Linked DNA regions of Sus scrofa: region 2 is linked to region 1. Evidence: chromatin contacts called from public Hi-C data. All regions are on one chromosome and are shown on one strand. Each heading gives the region's core, a stretch centred on a gene start, on an enhancer-like site or on the middle of the called end of the contact. The rest is flanking DNA. Distances are from core to core; before and after follow the strand shown. Region 1 has its middle 52 kb from the start of ALB. Region 2 holds the start of ALB (albumin).

Region 1 (5,963 bases), core at 1,711-4,210:
CATGTTTGTTCATGCAGTTAAGTTTTTTTTTTTTTTCTTTTTACAGTCACACCTGTGGTATATGGCAGATCCCAGGCTAGGGGTTGAATTTTAGCTGTAGCTGCCAGTCTACGCCACAGCCACAGCAAGCAATGCCAGATCCAAGCCACATCTGCAACTTATGCCTCATCCCTGGCAATGCCAGATCCTTAACCCACTGAATGAGGCCAGGCATCAAATCCACATCCTCATGGACACTATGTTGGGTTCTTAACCTGCTGAGTCACAATGGGAACTGCCCATGTAGTTAAGTTTTAATACTATCTTGAACCACCATGAGCAAAAATTTTGGGGCACATCTCTGAATCCTGCCTTTAGATAAACTACAAAGCATGGATTACCATGTCAAATGCAATAACATTTTTATGGTTCTTGATATATATTGCCACATTGTATTCAGAAAGTTTGTACGCTATTGTACATAAATATCATAAGCTTTCAATATCACTCTGAATAGATTTGTTTTTATATTTTATAAATCTTGTTTGCTCCTTTCTGTTAGCTGTCTGTTCATGGCAGTTTTGCTATAGCAATGGCCTTTTACCCAGGCCACACCTGCAGCATATGGAAGTCCCCAGGCCAGGGATCAAACCTGAACCACAGCAGTAACCCAAGCAGCAGCAGTGCAAAGCCAAGTCCTTAGCAGCTAGGCTGCCAGGGAACTCCTCCACTTTCTTTGTATATTCCCAGAAGTAGCCTTATTGTGCCACTAGAAATATGAGCATGTATAGCGCTATCCTCTCCCCAGAATCTGGGTCCCAGCTTCCTCCAAGATTCATTATACTATTTGTCTATTTTATGTATGTGAGAGTTTTCTTTCATATGTTCTGATAATCTCACATTTTCCTGTGGTCCATTTTCTATTGGCATTAGAGTTTTTATTAAGATCTGTGTCCCTTGGTTTATCATGCCTGGAGGCAGAAATCTCCATTAGTATTATTTTAATCTCTTGTAATTTTGGTTGTGTGTTCTTTTCAATAAAATTTTTTAGTAATAAAAAAGAAGTAAAGACAGTTATAAATTAGAGTTAGCTAAGAGGAAGTGCCAACAAAATGTAATGTGGACAATCTGGTAAAATCCAAACAACTTCAGCACTTTAATTAACTAAGTTCTTATACCAAAGTTAATTATTTGGTCATGATAAATATTCTATTGTTTTGTAAAATGCTAACATAAGGGAAGCTGGATGAAGGATTATGGAAAACTTCTGTACATATTTGTGACTATTCTACAAATCTAAAATTAGATCAAAATAAGAAGTTGAAAAGCATTGTCCCTGCATATAAAAGTACGTTGTTTTTAAAAAAAAATTTATTGAAGTATAGTTGATGTAGAATGTTGTGCTAATTTATGCTGTATAGCAAATTTATTCAGTTACCTACCCACACACACATGTACATATATATTCTTCTTCATTATGGTATATCACAGGATATTGACTATAGTTCCCTGTGCTATATAGTAGGACCTTGTTGTTTATCCATCTTATCTAATCCCAAAGTCCTAATTCTTCCTTCCCCCTTGCCAACCATAAGTGTGTTCTCTGTATCTGTGTCTGTTTCTGTTTCATAGGTATGTTCATTTGTGTTGTCTTTTAGATTCCACATATAAATGATATCATACGGTGCTTGTCTTTCTCTTTCTGACTTACTTTGCTTAGTATGATAATCTCTAGGTACACCCATGTTGCTGTACATGGCATTATTTCATTCCTTTTTATGGTTGAGTAATATTTTTATGCAGTATTTTTTATGGCTGAGTAATATTCAGTAATATATATATATGTATATCTCACATTTTCTTTATCTATTCATCTATTGATGCACATTTAGCTATTTCCATGTTTTGGCTATTGTAAATAGTGCTATCAATGTATGTGTTTTTGTCTGGCATATTAACTACAATTGAATTTGAGTAAAATATTTCGGGTTCTACTCTTTATTATTTGTGTTCTGCCATTTCTGAACAACATTTTTAAAAGACCTTGAATAAATTGCAATGGAAAATGTTCCCCTTTCCATTGTAATTACAATCTTTATGAAGAGAATATATTACTGTGGTTCCCCTTTCCTCCCTCACTGATAACTTGTCATGAACAGAGAACATCTGAAGTCTAATGTGTCAGATTCCCCAAATGCATCATACTGAAATATTAAAGATAGAGGATTGTGAAAAAACTTTTTTTTTGCTCCAATTCTGTCTCTAACTGAAATATGGTTGACATACTATATTAGTTTATGGTACAGATACCTCAGTACCATAGATTTGACATTCTCTCTCTCTCTGTTTTTCTTGATCAGTTGTGCCAGAAGCTTGGAATTTTTGTTAATGTTTTTAAAAGAACCATATTTTGCATTTTATGAATTTCTCTGTTGCATCTTTCATACTCCATCAACTTCTGCTCTTACCTACATTGAATATATTAGATCTCCTTCTGCCTTCTAATATCCTTCTGAAGTTCCGGCAGATTTTAATAGGAATTGGCTGACAAAAGAGAAATACAATTTTCATAGTCGCTGTTCCAGCTTTACAAAATACAGAAAAGCAGAATGGGTTTGGAGCTGAGAGATAATTGTTTTAAGAACCAATCATTATGATTCAAATGATATATTTTTGGAATTTAAACTTTATTTTCAAGTGGAAAAAAATATAAAATTTATTCCTTCTTTTTCTCCCTCCTTATCTTTCTCCTCTTCCTCCTCCTTCTTTTGTTATAGCTCTAGGCATAGGTAAAATAATGATTATATTTGGAAGAACTGAAAAGGTTGTGCTATTCAGGTCTTTCTAAGTTTACATTGCATTCTTGAAACACTACATTTGATGAAAGATTTAGTTAGCTGCTCTTGAACTAACAGCATGGTGAGTGCTAGGAGCCAGGTGCTTAAGTCAGATCTGGGCTTGAGTTCTGGCTAACTTACTGTGTCTGTGGCCTTGGGTAAGTTGCTTAACTTCTCCAAACCTCAACTTCCTATTTTTCTATGAGTGTTAAGTGAAATAATACCTGTAAAAATAGGGTTTAGCACAAGATAAGTGCTCAGTAAATATTAGCTTTTCATTATAATTACATATATCCAACTGCTATGGAATATTTTTCCTCTCATATAAAACACAGTAAAAATGCTTTTCATCTACTAATGCCCTGAAGTCCAAAGGTAGAAGAACTTAATGTTTAAAAGCTACCATGGCCATGGAGTGAACATTACATGAAAAAAACAAATATTTGGATAAATACCAAGAAAGCCACAGGTAGTTAAACTATTAGCTGGCTGACAACATAATTCAAATTGCTTAATGGTGTACAAAGGCAATGCAAAACACTCTTTTTAGATGTGTCCTATCTTCACATTTAATTCTTTCTAAGGTATTTAATAATTAGGGAAATAAGATATTTTTATATCATTAGTATGTGTGTTGTACTTACCTTGAGATATTTTTGATTCCTAGAAGTCAAAGAAACAATTTTTAAAGTGCTATTTTTTCTTTTATATGAATGCATTTCTTGTCAATTTCTTGTCTTATAGCTTATGCACTGCTTAAAATGTATGCATTAGACATTTAAATAATTGTCTGTAAGAAGCAATAGCAATTCTCTTGGACCCCTGACCCCTGTTGAAACTGGGTAGCTTTCTTTGCACAAGCCTGCATACTAAGTGGCGGTCAAAGACCTGTGAAATTAATTTAATTCTGTTTCACAAGCAGGATCTGAGCCCCTGAAATAGACCAAAGATGTTTGCAAACAGGACTATCACCCATGAACCAAAAGGCTATGTGTGTATGTATTGCTGGAAAAAGATGTCAGAACACACCAACTAAAACCACCATTAGGGGCATAAATTTAGTAAAGCACCAGACATCTGGGCAAACATAATTTACTAATAGATTAATGTAGAACTTTTTTGTTAATTAAAGATAATGTTTCTTAAAAGTTCCGTGACTTTCTTTTGAGTACCCTGTGTTATTTTCCAACTTATTTTCTTCTTATCACTTCATTGCTAAACTTTTTTTTTTCTCTCAAACTCTGAAATTCTTTAAGCTTGTGGAATTGAATTAGGCCTGTTTAATATTGCTGCTAATCAGACACTTGCCACAATTATCATTTCAGTTGCCTTTCGATTGTGATTCACAAGCAATAATGTTAAAATAACATTAATGTACTCTAACTTTGTCTGCCTACTAGCACTGGAATGTGAGGCAGGCTGGTAATCTTCAGGTTTTACAGATGATGAATGAGAATTAGATAGGTTAGAAAACCATCAAATTACAAAGCAATTTAGAGCAGACAAGAAATTAGAACTCAGGATCCCTAATTCTCTGTTCAATCCCCTTTTTATACTCATCAAAATGTTCTTGCCATTTGGAAAATGTTACAGGGCCTTCACACATACTCCAAAGAGAAAATAAGAGATTTAATTATTCTAAAGTGTTTGGTTTCCCTGTCAAAATATATTTGCATCATTTATCTTTTGAAAATTTTCATGGAGTGTGTTTAATGGAAACAAGATTGCTTTAACTTTGTTGTAAGAAGCCATGTGGAGCTCTTGGTACACACTGTGTGGCTGGGTAAATATTGGAAATAATTTGTAATTTGGTGAGACACCGGATGAAATGAAAAACAAGAGATTAGGCAATTATGTCAAGAAAGTCCTTAGAATATATATATATATATATTTAGAATATATATATATATTTCTATTTTAAAAATAATGTTCTATAGAAGTGCTGTAACTACATTTAGAATATCTGGAAACTTCAATGAGAGAAAAACTATGATTCAGTTCTAGAAATGTAATCATATCATTATTTTGCTTTCTGGTTTACGTTCTCTCCCCCATATATCTACTTTAAAAAATATAATTATACTCATGGTACATATATAATTTCCATTCTGAGTTTCCTTTAATATTATAATGTAATGTGCATTATAATTTCAAATGAGAAAATCTAAAAGGAAAAGTTAAATTTTCAAATACTTTTGTTTAACTGTGAGTCAATTATAAATTGGTCACTGAAAGGATGATTAAGTTTTAAACATGAAAGACTTGAAAGACTTCTTCTTCTTCTTCTTCTTCTTCTTTTTTTTTTTTTAGGACTGTACTTGCAGCATATGGAAGTTCCCAGGCTAGGGGTCAAATCGGAGTTGCAGTTGCTGGCCTAAACCACAGCCACAGCAATGATATATCCAAACTGCTTCTGCAACCTACGTTGCAAATCACGGCAATGCCGGATCTTTAAACCCACTGAGTGAGACCAAGGATTGAACCCACATCCTCCTGGATACTGGTGGAGTTCTTAACCCACTGAACCACAATGGGGACTCCAAACATGAAAGACTTTTAAGTAAAAGTTGTTAAATCAAGGTGAGAAAATGATTATTAAACACAGCTTACTCTTAAAAATGAACTGAGGAGTTCCCACTGTGGCACAGTGGGTTAAGGATCCAGTGTTGTCTCTGAAGCAACTCAAGTGCTGCTGAGGTGCTGGTTCAATCCTCAGTCCAGCACAGTGAGTTAAAGATCCAGTGTTGCCAGAGTTATGGCATAGGTCACAGCTGTGGCTCAGATTCCATCCCTGGCCTGGGAACTTCCATATGTCAGGGGTGGGGAGCAACATAAATAAATAAATAGATAACTAACTAACTAAATACATATTGAAGTCCTATGTCCTAATACATCAGAATGTGATCATATTTGGAAATAACATCTTTGGAGATTTAACCAAACTAAGAGAAGTTCATTAGAAAGGACCTTAATCCAACAGGACTGGTCTCCTTACAAAAAAAAGGAAATTTATATACAGAGACATACACACACAGAGGGAAGAAGGAGTGAAAACATGTAGGGAGAATATCTTAGGAAAACAGAGAATTGGAGTGACATATCTGCAAGCCAAGGAATGCCTGAGGCTACCAGAAGCTGGGAGAAAAC
Region 2 (6,335 bases), core at 2,627-5,126, 52 kb after region 1:
ACCCCTAGCCTGGGAATCACCACGTCGCGGGTGTGGTCCTAAAAAGACAAAAGGCCAAAAAAAAAAAAAAAAAAAAAAAGATTTTTCTCACTAATGCAAGTGTTTATGGAGGGCTGTGAAGGGACAATTGATATTTGAATTACATTACAAATTTTATGTTTGCATTAGAAATGCCTATATTGTTCACACAATTTGGACAATTTATTTTCTTTTATTAATGGGAAATGTATCTTCATAAGTGAATAAGAAATTAAATTGCTTACCATATTTCAATTAGTTTGATGCCTAATACTCTTTCACTTTTCTATCCTTCTGTGTTTTTAGAAAGCAGTCCAGGCTCTTCAATGATAAATAAGATCTATCCTACCTATATGTGGACATCCACACATATGTCCCATGCATAATAGGAAGAATGTTAAGAAACGATTTTTCTGTTTAAATTTCCCTCCAAATAAATCCAAATTTCCCACATTTTGGAGTGACTTTGGGTTAAATGTTTCTAGAAAGTCTGTGTTGTAATACTGAGGCTATTATCAGTCATTGTTGTCCCATTTTAATGCATATGTTTCCCTTGATTTCTAACTGAAGGCAACCCAGAAGTAATAATCTATTACAGAAGGAGATGGCATAAAGGTTGAAGAAGGAAAATGGACAAATGGAGGGAAACCTGGTTTGAATGACTTGGTGGAAGCTGCAGGGATCCCGAAGGTAGCAGGAGGGTATAGGTTTAAGTTTTTGATTAGGATGGCAAGGAAGTGGGGGACTGGTCCAAGAGATACTTCATCTGCTTCAAATCTGTGCCTTTTCTTTCCTGTCAAAATGAATGCAAAAAATGAAGGACAAGGGGATAAAATATTTCAACTGAGGTATTTTTTTCTCTTCTAAATGATCAGCATATAATTAACTCTTTCCATAAGAAGTAATCTTCTTAACTACTCTCTCTTTAAACTTCTCCCATAAAATTAGGAACACATTGAAAAATTATTGGAGCTAGTTTCCTATTTATTTAGAAGTAGTTTCTATAAGTCATATTTAAAACTCTTGGTTTAAATATTCACATTTACTCTTGTGCCAGATTCCTTAGGTGACTAACTAAATACAAGGGTTTAAAATCTTGAAGAACAGAATACTTAGAAATAAACAACAATTAAGTAATTTTATTCATCTCAGTTTAGAATATATACTCAGAATTAATAGAAGAAAAATGTAGGTACCCTTACTTTGGGAACCTACAAGATGCAAATATTCAAGGGTTTCTTAAAAGTTAATAATTTTAAAGCAGATAGTGTTAAGAATTAAATATTTTAATTTCTCAACCATCTGCTAATCTTTAAAAAAGATACATACACAGAAATTTCATTATGCTATTCACAGGAAACATTCTTTTTTAAAATGAGTTTTATTTTTTCCATTATAGTTGGTTATAGTTTTCTCCTGATTTTCTACTGTACAGCAAAGTGACCCAGTCACACATACATATATACCTTCTTTTTCTCACATTATCCTCCATCATGCTCCATCACAAATGACTGGATATAGTTCCCAGTGCTATACACCAGGCTCTCATTGCTTATTCATTCCAAATGCAATAGTTTGCATCTATTAACCCCAGATTCCCAGTCCATCCCACTCCCTCCCCCTCCCCCTTGGCAACCACAAGTCTGTTCTCCAAGTCCATGAGTTTCTTCTCTGTGGAAAGTTTCATTTGTGTCGTATATTAGATTCCAGATATAAGGAAATAACCTTTCAGGTGTTTTCAGTTTTATATTTGAAAACTCTGTGATCTTCATTAAATATAAGAATATCAATTTTAAGTTTCTAAAATTGTAATGAATTTGATTTGGGGGGTTTTCTGTATTTACCATTTTATTACAATTGCAGTGCAAAGTAGGTGGAGAGACTAATATTTTTCTTTTCATTTGTCAAATAAAAAATATGCACGAAGTATATGTGTGAGTGACAAAAGCCTGATTCTGTGAATTAGTAATACAGTTATATCCAAGGATAAGGACTGCGTATTTAATAAAGCCTTCCCAGAGGACTCATGAGGAACACTGACTTCAAATAAAAGATGCCTTTTTCTCAGAAGCTCAAAGTTGATATAATTTTTTTTTAAATTTAGAAAATTAGAATAGCTGCCTTTTTTCTCTTCTAGTATTGGATTTTAGGCTTTAAAAAATGATTTTCTCCAATGGAAAAAATTCCATAGACAGACATTCACTTATTTCTGTTCAGCTGTGCCCAGAAAGACAAGTCTATTTCTGTTATTTATGGAGCCATTAAAAAAAAAAAATCTATCAGCTCTGTCTAGCTAGGTAGCTAATCATCTATCTGTTTGTATTATCTACCTCTGTAATCTATCAAAATATTGTCTTATTGCCTGCTTTCCTATCATCTCCTCTTTTGTGCTTGACTATTTAATTAGTACCCATACCTGAGAAGTGAAAAAAAAAAGTCATAGAAAATAAATTTCTTTCATCATATGACTGAATAGGAAAAATAATACTTCTTTTAAGTATTTACTTGTGTCTGTGCCATATGTGCCACAGAGTGACATGGCTGACAGTTTGATTGACTTGGTTATTTAATTAACTGAAATGACTGGCTTGATACTAATTATTGTTCTGTAGTATCAAAGTATCAGAGGAGGTTAGTTTTCCTTTTTCTTTTGATTGAAATCCGTAGTTCTTCTTGGCTGTGTCGATGACATGTGGAAGTTCCTGGACCAGGGATCTAACGGGTGCTGCAGCTGCAACCAGTGCCACAGCTGTGGAAACGCCTTAACCCATTGCACCACCAGGGAGCTTCATGAAATCCATAGTTCTTCATCTTTAGAGCAAAAGGGCAGAGAGAGAATAGTCCTTCAGAGGCAGAGATCAGAATTTGGGGTGGGAAAAGTAAGGAAGGAAGTTCGAAAGAACATTTTTGAAAAATTATCTTTGTTTTTAGACATGAAGTTAAATTTATTTCGAAATTTAAAATAACATTGAAGAAGAGCATGTGACTTTCCTTTTTAGTAAAAGCGAGAAAGAAAGAAAAATGTGAAATAGGGATGGAAAGAATATAATGCCTGGTAAAGAAGGTCTAGGATTCTTAAAACCACTAATATAATCAGGCTCAGCCTGCCCTGTGTATATCATGATAGAAAAGATTACCACTGCTGCCATTGTGTCCATTTTCTTCCCCATATCTCCATGAGAGGTACCATACTGCCTCTAAGTACTTTACTCTAGAGCCTGAATCACCAGTGGGCCAGAGCTGAGGTAAAAATGTAGGACTTCTCAACATCCGTTTTAGTTGTTATTGTTGCTATGACTTTTTCTTAGTTTGCATTTGAGACACTGGTTTTTTTGACAGAACAGTTTCAGAAGAATGAAAAGCCATGGAAGCCCTCGAATGCGTGCATGCATGCATGCATGCATGCACACACCCATGTGTGTATGCATTTTCACTACTTATCAATAAAAGCATACTTGGAATTAATAATAGATACAATTCAGAGCTTAGCTCTTTTAACATGTCTTATTTCCAAGCTAAGTCACTGGTTTGCTTAAATTTTTGCAAATTTTGAAAACTAACACGTTCAAATGGTAAACCACAGATAGAGATCATGGTAATAGTACAAATCGTTTAAACTCTTATGTAAAATTTGATAAGGTGTTTTACATAACTTTAATGAATTGACAAGGTCTTGTGGAGAAAACAGATCCAGACGGCAAACATACGCAAGGGATTTAGTCAAACACATTTTTGGCAAAAAAACTATGAATTTTGTAATCAGTTGTGAGCCAATGAAATACAAAAATGAGTCTAGTTAATAATCTACAATTATTGGTTAAAGAAGTATATTAGTGCTGACTTTCCTCTGTTCGTCCTACCTTTTCTCTTCTATCAACCCCACAAGCCTTTGGCACAATGAAGTGGGTGACTTTTATTTCCCTTCTCTTTCTCTTCAGCTCTGCTTATTCCAGGGGTGTGTTTCGTCGAGATACATGTAAGAGTTCGATTTTTCTATTGTTCAACTTTTATTTTCCTAGTAAAAGAAAGTTTCAGTAAACTTTGAATCTTTGATGAATTAAGTTTTCCTTTAGCATTTATTTCTAGACTGTTATGATATTTTGTATTTGCGAACCCTTAGGAAGTTATCTTATTAATATGTTTCTAACATGCTGGGTGAAAAAATAGTGAGAATTGTTTAGTAGCTATAATTTTCTTTTGCACATGAAGGAGCTTATGTAGAGTGACTTACACTTCACAGAGTGCAGTTGAAGACAGAATTAAAAATTCCAAATTCCTAAAGGCCTATTCACTGTACCTTACACCTTGGTTTATATTAAGAATATACAAACACTTTATAAAAAGAATTTGCATTTATATTTTTCATTTCAGACCATCCTCTCAGTAGCTGGTAATAGATACTAAATGAACATTAGATCTTATCCAAGTTTGAATAGAAAGCCATAAATATTTAATGATTTTAATGGTTTTTCAAATAATATCATGGGCAATTAAATAACTCTTCTGTTTAAATGCAAAAGAAGAAATTTACCACCGTCCTAAGATTTTCTGTAAAGATCAGAGCCCAGTATCTAGGAGCAAATGAATACCTAAGTCAAATGAAGAGAAACAAAAAATATTATCTTAACTGGTTGTTTCGTCAGAATTTAAGCAAAACTTTTTTTCTCTCCTCTTTTCCCCAGACAAGAGTGAAATTGCTCATCGGTTTAAAGATTTGGGAGAACAATATTTCAAAGGCCTGTAAGTTAAAATATTGAAGATTCAAATTTAATGTTTCTATTAGTGTCAGTTATTATTTTGACACCCTCATATTCCCCCGCCATCAGAGATTCTAGAGCAGTCCCTCCAGTAGAATTTTCTGCGTTGGTGGAAATATCCTCTATTGGTGTTGTCTGACAGTTGCCATTGGCCACATGTGGCTACGGAGTACTTTAAATATATATGACGAGTACAACTGAGGATCAAAAATTTAAACAGCATTTACTTTTAATTTATTTAAATCTACATCGTCACTTATGGCTAATGGCAACTATGTTGGACAGTGTAGCTCTGGAAATCTTGTATAGCCTGCATGGGGGGAAGGATTTTGCTATGTGATTCGTTCACAACTCGCTTTCCCTAGCAAATAGTTCTGTGGTTTCTTGAGATAATTTCAATTTTTTTAATCTAATAAATAGTGAGAAAACAGTTTATTTTTCAAGGTCTATCTCATCCTACAGCCTGATTAAATGAGTGTGTGTGGTTTTTTGTTTGTTTGTTTGTTTGTTTTAAATAGTTAGCCTAGGTAATGTCCCAGTCTTAGTAACTAGGTCTATTCGAATACATTTTACCTGTTTGCTCTGTGTGTATGCATCTTCTGACATGATACATCTTCTTCCATGATAGTGGAAATATACATCCTTGGCTTCTGAAGCCACATGTACTTCGTTAAGCCTCAGATCACAGCTAATGTGAACAGGCTTTCTGGCTAAGAGTAAGAAAGATGTGTAAAATATAGATATACAGACACACAATTTGTTTTCTAGCTTAGCAATGTACTGTATATTAAAATTTTGTTACATTTTCTACGTCCTTTGTTTCAGAGTGCTGATTGCCTTTTCTCAGCATCTCCAGCAATGCCCATATGAAGAGCATGTGAAATTAGTGAGGGAAGTAACTGAGTTTGCAAAAACATGTGTTGCTGATGAGTCAGCTGAAAATTGTGACAAGTCAATTGTAAGTATATTCTGCTTTAGGATAGTATTTCTTCTGCTTTTATGTACCCTTGAACATTTAAAAGGGAAAAAGTCCCCTTTTAGTTTTCTCGGTGATTACTAAGTGACCATAGTTGTGAGCAATCCTCAAAAGTGGGTAGAGCCATTATTTCTTCTGTCACAGAGATGTTCTAGCTATAACCACAGGTTGGTTTTGTTGTTGTTGTTGTTTGTTTTGTTTTTGTCCTTTTAGGGCCGCACCTATGGCATATGGAGGTTCCCAGGCTGGGGGTCGAATCGGAGCTGTAGCCTCCGGCCTATGCCACAGCTACAGCAACACCAGATCCGAGCCGTGTCTGTGACCTACACCACAGCCCATGGCAACACCAGGTCCTTAACCCACTGAACGATGCCAGGGATGGAACCTGCATCCTCATGGATACTAGTTGGGTTCATTAACCACTGAGCCACAATGAGAACTCCCCATTCATATTTTTACATACCATAAAATATCAGGACTTTGAACTTTTGATATTTTCAGATAGATCTACAATATACGGGTAAGTTTATGTTTCTCTCACTGCTTTATACTTAGCTTTCTGGGGACAAGGCAATTTTTTATTT

Evidence for each region. A called contact is a pair of places that touch in the nucleus more often than the background predicts.
Region 2: a contact with region 1 is called in a Hi-C map of liver, with 11 times the contacts expected there. The contact joins the promoter of ALB here to the enhancer-like site in region 1. A contact is called at or near these places in 7 of 47 Hi-C or Micro-C datasets (adipocytes, fetal liver, liver and 1 more).

The regions. Positions count from the first base shown.
Region 1 is chr8:69,588,506-69,594,468 of Sscrofa11.1, forward strand. No RefSeq gene overlaps it. Among named protein-coding and RNA genes, the nearest start is that of ALB, 52 kb to the right of the region's middle. Within about 2 kb of position 2,961, at least 2 of the 83 cell types and tissues checked have an H3K27ac peak or open chromatin away from gene starts, as enhancers often do. A contact at or near this core is called in liver, where this site is marked.
Region 2 is chr8:69,639,596-69,645,930 of Sscrofa11.1, forward strand. It overlaps ALB (albumin), which reads left to right and starts at 3,877. Exons shown (of 15, transcript NM_001005208.1): 1 at 3,877-3,994; 2 at 4,701-4,758; 3 at 5,601-5,733. The coding sequence starts at 3,916.